Linked DNA regions of Scylla paramamosain: region 2 is linked to region 1. A link is a contact called in public Hi-C data. All regions are on one chromosome and are shown on one strand. Each heading gives the region's core, a stretch centred on a gene start, on an enhancer-like site or on the middle of the called end of the contact. The rest is flanking DNA. Distances are from core to core; before and after follow the strand shown. Region 1 holds the start of LOC135112326 (innexin inx1-like). Region 2 holds the start of LOC135112333 (innexin inx2-like).

Region 1 (3,961 bases), core at 600-3,099:
ATTACTGGATAGTGTACATGTGGAGGCGGAAGGAGAACACTAGGAGGAAGTGTACATTAGTGAGGCTTATGAATTTTTTTGTTTTCCATTGAGAGAGAGAGAGAGAGAGAGAGAGAGAGAGAGAGAGAGAGAGAGAGAGAGAGAGAGAGAGAGAGAGAGATTATAAGCATATTGGAATTCTATCTATTTCCGCCCATACGCGACCATCAGTTCATGAGTTTTGAGTCAAGAGAGAGAGAGAACAGATACTACACTTTGATCTTAGCCAAAAGCCCGAGAAGCGATGAGAGAGAGAGAGAGAGAGAGAGAGAGAGAGAACAATCGTTTAGTAATAATGAAGTGATTGGTAAGTAAATATATATATTATTTTCTACGGTTTGTTTGTAAGTTAGCTTTTTCTCCCTTTTGGTTAATTTTTAACGAGATTCATCAGAAGTGACCAGAAGTGAGTTAGCGAGAAAATGAGTGTGAAAGCATGGGAGATTATGAGTGAAGAAGTGAACGACAAGATAAGGATGAAATAAAATAAACAATATAATAATAACCGTGAGTGGGATAAACAACATGAATATGAGACAAATATGAATGAATGGACGGAAATGAGTGAAACAGTGAAGGAATGAGGCAGGCAGGCAGACAGGCGGACGGAGAGACAGACAGGCAGAGGAGTTGAGCGGGTAAGAGAGGGTGGGTAGTGAGTGAATCTGTAACAGTCTGGCGCTTGTTTGCCTCGAGGGAGTGGGAGGGAGGAGGTGGAAGAGGAAATAAAGGTTAATGCCGAATGTTAATGACCTTTGTGAGATGAAGTGACAGCGTGGTAAAAAACATTAAGTACTCTAGACTTCACCACCACCACCACCAGTACTACTACTATTATCGCTGCTGCTGCTGAAACAGAGTAGTTCCTAAGATTACAAAGCTATCCAGAGTGAAAGTTGAATGCATAGAATTACAGCTTTTACTGGGCTAGGAAAACAATCACCGTGGCTGACGTGAGGCCGCGGTTTGATGTGTGTGTGTTTGTGTGTGTTTCTAATGATGCCGTGGTGTGACGATTTCTTGATATATTAATGCTGTGTTGTTTGGGGAAAATAGAATCCAGCAGGTTTTTCTCTCGATAGGTTAAGTCAGCAATGAATCAGGTGGAGTTTCTTAGAATGCTCTGCTGATGAAGAAATCCCGCCTTAGCACACAACCCCAACCCCGCCTCCCTAAACCCTCGTCTGGTCCTCCCTTCCCTCCCTTCTCTCTCTCTCTCTCTCTCTCTCCCCTCCCCTCCCTGTGTCTCCTCTTCTCCCGGGTCCTTGCCTCCTACACGAGGGCCGGTACCTAAAAATGAGGCGTTCAGGATTTTAAAGTTTTCATACACAATTGTTTGATTTAAGTCGAGCTTCTGTATTCAGCTGGGCAACTACGGTATTTTGTTGATTTCCGTTCAGTTTTTATGTTGGGATTCATGCAAACATGAGCAATTCCCTAAAATATTGAAGGATTTCGGCAGGAGGAACCCCGTGCGAGAGTAGGTCCTTAATGGGCAAAATTTCAGGCGTGCCAATGTCCATTTAAACAAAGGCCACTTATCTTTCACTTCCTGACTACAGGTGGATAATACAAAACCACCACATATTTACTGACCCACACGCGTACAGCCACACTACGAAGCACAGGGAAATAAACAGAAAAACAGCTTAGGACTTCAATGCGCTCCATGTTGGCAGCTGTGGGGGCTCATGGAAGCACCGCCCATTCTCTCAGTCTCGGATTAGAAAGGCTTGGCGCACAGCAGGAAGAGACGATCCGGGTTTCGAGTGGCGGGCGTGAGGTGACCAGCAGTGAGGGTTGAGGACGCTCCCTGGGCCAGTGTGAAGCCGAGTGGTGGGAGGGAGGTTGTGACGCTCCGCTTTGTTGGACTACCAGCAAAAGGAGAACATCCGAGGAGGATTCCTGGAGATTTACCTGTAGGAGGAAGCCGCAAAGGGAAATCTTGGTCAATATCACTCAGGAAACGGAATTGAAGGCGACTTTTGCATTGGATATTGTAAGAGCACGGAGTAGTTTTGGTTGGAATCATTTTTGAGGGACGGAAGGAATAGTTTTGGTATATTACCGGCGCAGCATTGAAGGCAGTGCAAGATGTCGGCGATCAAGTACCTGGGAGGACTGAAGGCATACCTGGCGCGGGGAGAGTGTGTCAACGAGAGCTCCATATTCCGCCTGCACTACCAATTCACGGTGGTGGTATTGATCGGCGCCTCTGTCCTGCTCACCGCTGCGGAGTTCTTCGGTAACCCCATCGACTGCATCACCAGCCTCAGCCAGGGCAACGTGATCAACACCTATTGCTGGATACACTCCACGTTCACTATACAGGACTATTACTTACGGTACGCGCTGGCTTCTCAGTGGAGTTTGTTCTGTAGTCGTAGTAGTGGTAGATGCAGCAGTAGTAGTATTGTTAGGATTCTCATTATGCAGGACTAGTATTACGTATGGTATGTCCTTGCTTCTTCAGGTTTTGTTCTGTTATTATTATTATTGGTGGTAGTAGTAGCACTAGCAACACCTTCACTGTACAAGATTATCGCTATATCTTGGCTTCTCTGGGTTTTGTTCTGTTACTAGTAGATCTTAGTATTTTTTCCCCCCCCATTGTAGGACTACGTACGGTATGTCCAGCCTTTGCTTTTTTTTTGGGGGGGAGGGGGTATTTCAGTGAAGGGGCTAAATTTTCGGTGAATTTTCGGTGCGCCGCATCCATAACTTGTATTTATTATTATTATTATTATTATTATTATTATTATTATTATTATCATCATCTATTATTATCATCTATTATCATCATCATTGATATTATTATCGTTATTTTATCCTTTATATTTTTTCGTGAACCTATTTTTACCCCGCCGCATCGCAACTTTTTCGATTTTTTCCCCCTTGAGTCTTTTTTTTTTTTTTTTTGGTGGGGGGAGGGACGGTGAAAAAAACAGGGCCATTGTATTTTATGGGTCCTTAATATATTTGTGTGTGACTGAATTTTCGTACAGCCGCAAATGTTTTGTAACGCCACATCCTGACTTGCTCATTTTATTTTTATTTTATAGTTTCGATGACCGGGAAGCATTTCATATGGACGACAAATTATTTATCTATGGCCTTGTTTATTTGTTTATTTATTTCCGTAAATAGTAGTATTTTTACACGAGCACTTTCCACATTTATCTGGTATATTTTTGCGATTTATTATTATTATTATTATTATTATTATTATTATTATTATTATTATTATTATTTATCATCATCATCATTATTATTTTATGCTTATGAATTTATGGATTTGGTAGGAATGCCATTGTTATTATTCCACTGTTTTCTCTATTCATCAAACTTGTTTTAACGATTTTATGCAGGATAATAATAATTACGTCACTAAGTAATGCTTTCGAGGCGTGCTAACTTACAGCAATACACAAGGATGCTGTAGTAATATTTGTATGCAGTACTTAATTTATTTCAATATATAACCTCCCAGAATAGGGATAATTGACAATAACTATCCTTGTATATCAGTTAGCTCAAAGTATGATCGTTATAATATAATGCAAGGGTGCTGTAGTAGTAGTATTATGCAGTACCAAGTTTATTTCAATGTATATTCCCCCAGAGTAGTGGTGATTGGCGGTAATTACCATAATGACAATACCAAGTGATTACCTAAGACGAAAAGGTCACCTCTTGTTTGGTAAGTGACCATTCGTATTGCTGAGTGTCATTTGAGAGTAGCTTAACACTCGTCGGGGTTTGAGTTGACGTAAAGAATGGGAGATTAAAGAAAAGGGGGGGGTGGGCGAAGTGTTTTGGCAGAGGAATGGTGGGTGTGCAGATAGATGGAGAGAGAGAAGACGAGGCAGGGTGAAGAAAAGGTGGAAGGACTGCGTAGATGGTTTAGAGATAGGGAGAAGAA
Region 2 (3,961 bases), core at 971-3,470, 220 kb before region 1:
CGCACCTGAAGAGATATCAAGAATGTCATTATTATGTAAAACTCTATACCACACTAGCAGAAAAAGTACAGTGACGTGCACTAAGCAACAGTAACAACCACACTGACAGAAAACTGTTCGTGTTTTCGAGGATCGTCCTTGTGAATGACTGCCAGGTTTTCGACTGGTCGCCATCTCTGATCCTCCTGAATTTGGGACTTACAGGAAAACAAATATCAACGAGAGAAAAAAAAAATGTCTACATTTTTGTTCCCTTTCCTCGCCACATTTCAACTTTAGGTGCCGTCATGGTGTGGGCTCCGCCCCAGTGAACATCCTCAGAGCATGTCCATCCATGCGAAGCCACGCGGCCGCCCCGCCGCTGGCTGCTGCTGCTGCTGCTGCTGCTTCAGGTGGACCGTGGAGGTTCTTGGCCAAGGCAAAGATAATGAGCAAGAGAGGTTTCCGGTGAGTGAAATTCTTTACCTGGAACTTTCAGTGACGAAATCTTTATTGTTTCATTACTCTGGGTGGAGTCAAAACTGATGTAACAAATCCGAGAGTACAAAAAAGAAAATGCAAGGGGCCTCATGTCTTTTCCATGCTGCTCAAACACACTCAGTGCATTCATTACATGATAACTTTTGAGACGGGGTAGGGTGGGGCTGACGAAAGGTCGCCAGGTGGGCGGGCCGCGCCTGGCTCTCACTGCTGGCTTGGCCCAAGCCTGCCTCTTCAACACGGCGGTAAAAGTGCCTTGCAGGGACGTGGGTTATGTTAAGAGAGAGAGAGAGAGAGAGAGAGAGAGAGAGAGAGAGAGAGAGAGAGAGAGAGAGAGAGAGAGAGAGACTACACTTAAGTACGTTAGCCAAGGCCTGACAAACGTAAAAATTACGATGACTATACGAACAGTGAAAAAAGGAACCCACAAATTGGCACACAAAACACATAATTACATTGGGTAGACTATACAGATAGTAGTGCTCCTCCCTAGGAAATCAAGTGATCGAGTCATTACAGCCACGCACTGCTTCACGGCAGGACAACGACCCAACTTTCTCTTCACTCTCAGCGGCGGTTTCGAAAAAAAATCCATTTAATCCTTCATCCACCGTATAGCATGCACTACCAAGTTGTCATCAGAAGAATACACTGTCCAGCCCAACCGTTGCGAACTCAAGAGTTGGTAAATTATACAGGGCTGTGACGGTGAGGGAGGGTGAAGGGATGTGGGTGGTGGGGGGAGAGTGAGTGGGCGGGGCCTACCATGCACGGGTCAACAACTGGCTGAAAGTTTCCCCTGCTGGCACGTACATTGTAGTAAACCTGGCCCTCTGTTTACGCAGCTATGACATCAAGTTTGGTAAGAAAATTATATTATATTATCATTAGAATCCAAAAACAGTTCAGTTTATCCAGTGCGGTGTTTGTGGCTTTTAATACCTTCCCACAATATACAAGAATAATCACGGGATTAACTTTTGCTTTACCGGACTCTTCATCGCATTGTTTTATTAACAATGCCTTTATACCAATACATAATATGAATATGATATAATTAAAGCCTTCAGGCTGCTTATCTAGAAAAAATATATACTGCTAATGACCAGTTGCATAATGTGAATGGCCGTTTTGTGTAGTGTTCATATTTTGAGGAAAATAATCAGTGCGTGCGGATAAGTTCTGTCTGCTGCATTTAAGTTATCCGCGCTGGAATGGACAAGGCGGCGAGGAGCAGGCCAGCAGCAGGACAGCGGCGACTTGGCTACGTGAGCTTTCCCGCCGCCAATACTGCCGCCCGCTGCCAGATGTTAACATTTTATTGTCTTATCATTCTCGCCCGGGCCTTCTTTCGAGATAAGGGTGAATCACGGATGTTTCATAACGCTCCATCAACCAAATCCGTGAGGGTGAACCGGGGACCTACAGCTGTGTATTAATTGATGAGTACCGGCGACAGGTGACTTCCCTGTTGACCCTCAGCGGGCACCTCCCTCCCCGCCCCGCCACCCACTCACTCCCGCACCACACCTTCATTATAATTACTTGCATTCACCATATTCCTGACATACAGGTGCACAGACAGTAAATATCCTTCGATATTCATCAATAACCACTTGGTGTGAATTACAGCAGGATTAATGTGGGCACTTCCCGCTCCTCTGCCGCCGCCGCCATGAAGTGATGCCCCGCGTTCCTTGTTTTCCGGAACGGGCCTGGTGGGCGGCGCGAGGCTAGCCCGCTGATCAGCCGGGAGTGTGGCGTCAGCACCCGCAGGGATCAGTAGTGCTGCGCTGCGACTCGTTACTGAGTGGACTCTTGCTGGTGCTGTGAGTTAAGACAACACCCGGCAAAATGTATGACGTGTTCGGCTCGATACGCGGTCTGTTAAAGATCGACAGCGTCAGTATCGACAACAATATATTCCGGTTACACTACAAGGGCACCATGTTCATCCTCGTGGCCTTCAGTTTGCTCATCACGCAGAGACAGTACTTCGGCGATCCCATCGACTGCATCGTGGAGGGCGTGAGGGCAGACATCATGGACACCTACTGCTGGATCCACTCGACCTACACTATCCCTGATCTCACCGGGGCTGAGGAGGGCGTCGTGGTGCCTCACCCGGGCATCTCCAACCCGCATGTCCACGGTCCGGATAGTGAACACGAAACGAGACACCATAAATACTACCAGTGGGTCACGCTCTTCCTCTACCTGCAGGTGAGTACCGCACATCATCACCAATTATACAATATTGTGTTTGCATAAGAAGCGACGGAACTACTTAATTTGAGGCTCAGACTACTCAAATTAGTTATAAGCATCGGTAATTAGATGAATCATTTGTACTAGTTTTGCCGCTCCCAGATACCTATTAGACTACTAATTTCATTGACCAAAATGCTTGTACTGCAGAGAAATGGGGAACAAGTCAGAAATGGTGAGAGGCGTATGGAGTCCATGCATTCAGGTGTAACTACTTCTATGTAACACCCCAAATTGAAGTACACTATATAAAGAATAAATGAATAAACAAAAACAAATGTTACGTAAATTCAGCGTGTTAAATACAGAGCGGTCGTTGGTGCAGTTAATGTAGGGTCGCCTTGTTAGGACTGACGGGGGGAGCGCATTCAGATCACGCGCATCTAAATGAGAGCAACAGGCAGCCGTTACCATCCATGAAAAATAAGTTTCCTATGGTGACTCAGCTTGCAACTATAAAGCAAAAAACAAAAACAAAAAAAAAAATAAAAAAAGTGCAAAAAAAAAAAAATTTCAGTTCCACAAAACCACACACTACCCGCGACGCCCACCACCTGTTAGGTCCCAAACAAAGCACCTAGGAAGGGCGTACGCCACCCATGTGCTTCCTTAAAATGTTGTTGTTGTTATTATTATTATTATTATTATTATTATTATTATTAGTAGTAGTAGTAGTAGTAGAAGTAGTAATGCTAATTGTATCGCCGCTTTTCACGTCTTTGTTACTGTTCATGATGAGTATAGGTTATTAGGCCAGTAATGCACAATTTTTTTCCTTCGGCGTGGTTTGTGCTTTATTTATTTTAGAGCATATCATAAGGAACTTTGACCCGGCTGCCCTCGTAATTAATAATGTGTGGGCTCAATGTGAACCTTTGCCATGTTTCTCCTCTTCCCAAGTTTCCTTTGTACTGTTATACCTTTGTGAAGTTTTCTGACAAATATTCCTGCTGCGCCTTCAGGTCTCTCCAGTGGCTCTTTTATCAGTAAGTTTTGGGTTGGTACAGTTAATTCGTTTATATTTATTTATTTTTAAAATTTAAATGCTCCCAAGGATTTGGTTTCTACTAGTTTTTGTGTAGCTGACTTTTTCAAGATTTCTGTTGGTGCACCTTCAGTTTTCTAATCTTATGCCTTCCTAATGTGTCTGGATACTGCAATGCCCCTGTTCTCGTTATGCGTTCCAAGACTTAGGCGATTAAGCGACCATTTG

The links. Hi-C and Micro-C count contacts between places; a contact is called where the count stands out from the background.
Region 2: a contact with region 1 is called in a Hi-C map of muscle, with 6 times the contacts expected there. The contact joins the promoter of LOC135112333 here to the promoter of LOC135112326 in region 1.

What each region holds. Positions count from the first base shown.
Region 1 is chr23:17,648,683-17,652,643 of ASM3559412v1, reverse strand. LOC135112326 (innexin inx1-like) reads left to right here and starts at 1,849. Exons shown (of 7, transcript XM_064026667.1): 1 at 1,849-2,384. The coding sequence starts at 2,134.
Region 2 is chr23:17,873,277-17,877,237 of ASM3559412v1, reverse strand. LOC135112333 (innexin inx2-like) reads left to right here and starts at 2,220. Exons shown (of 5, transcript XM_064026684.1): 1 at 2,220-2,703. The coding sequence starts at 2,335.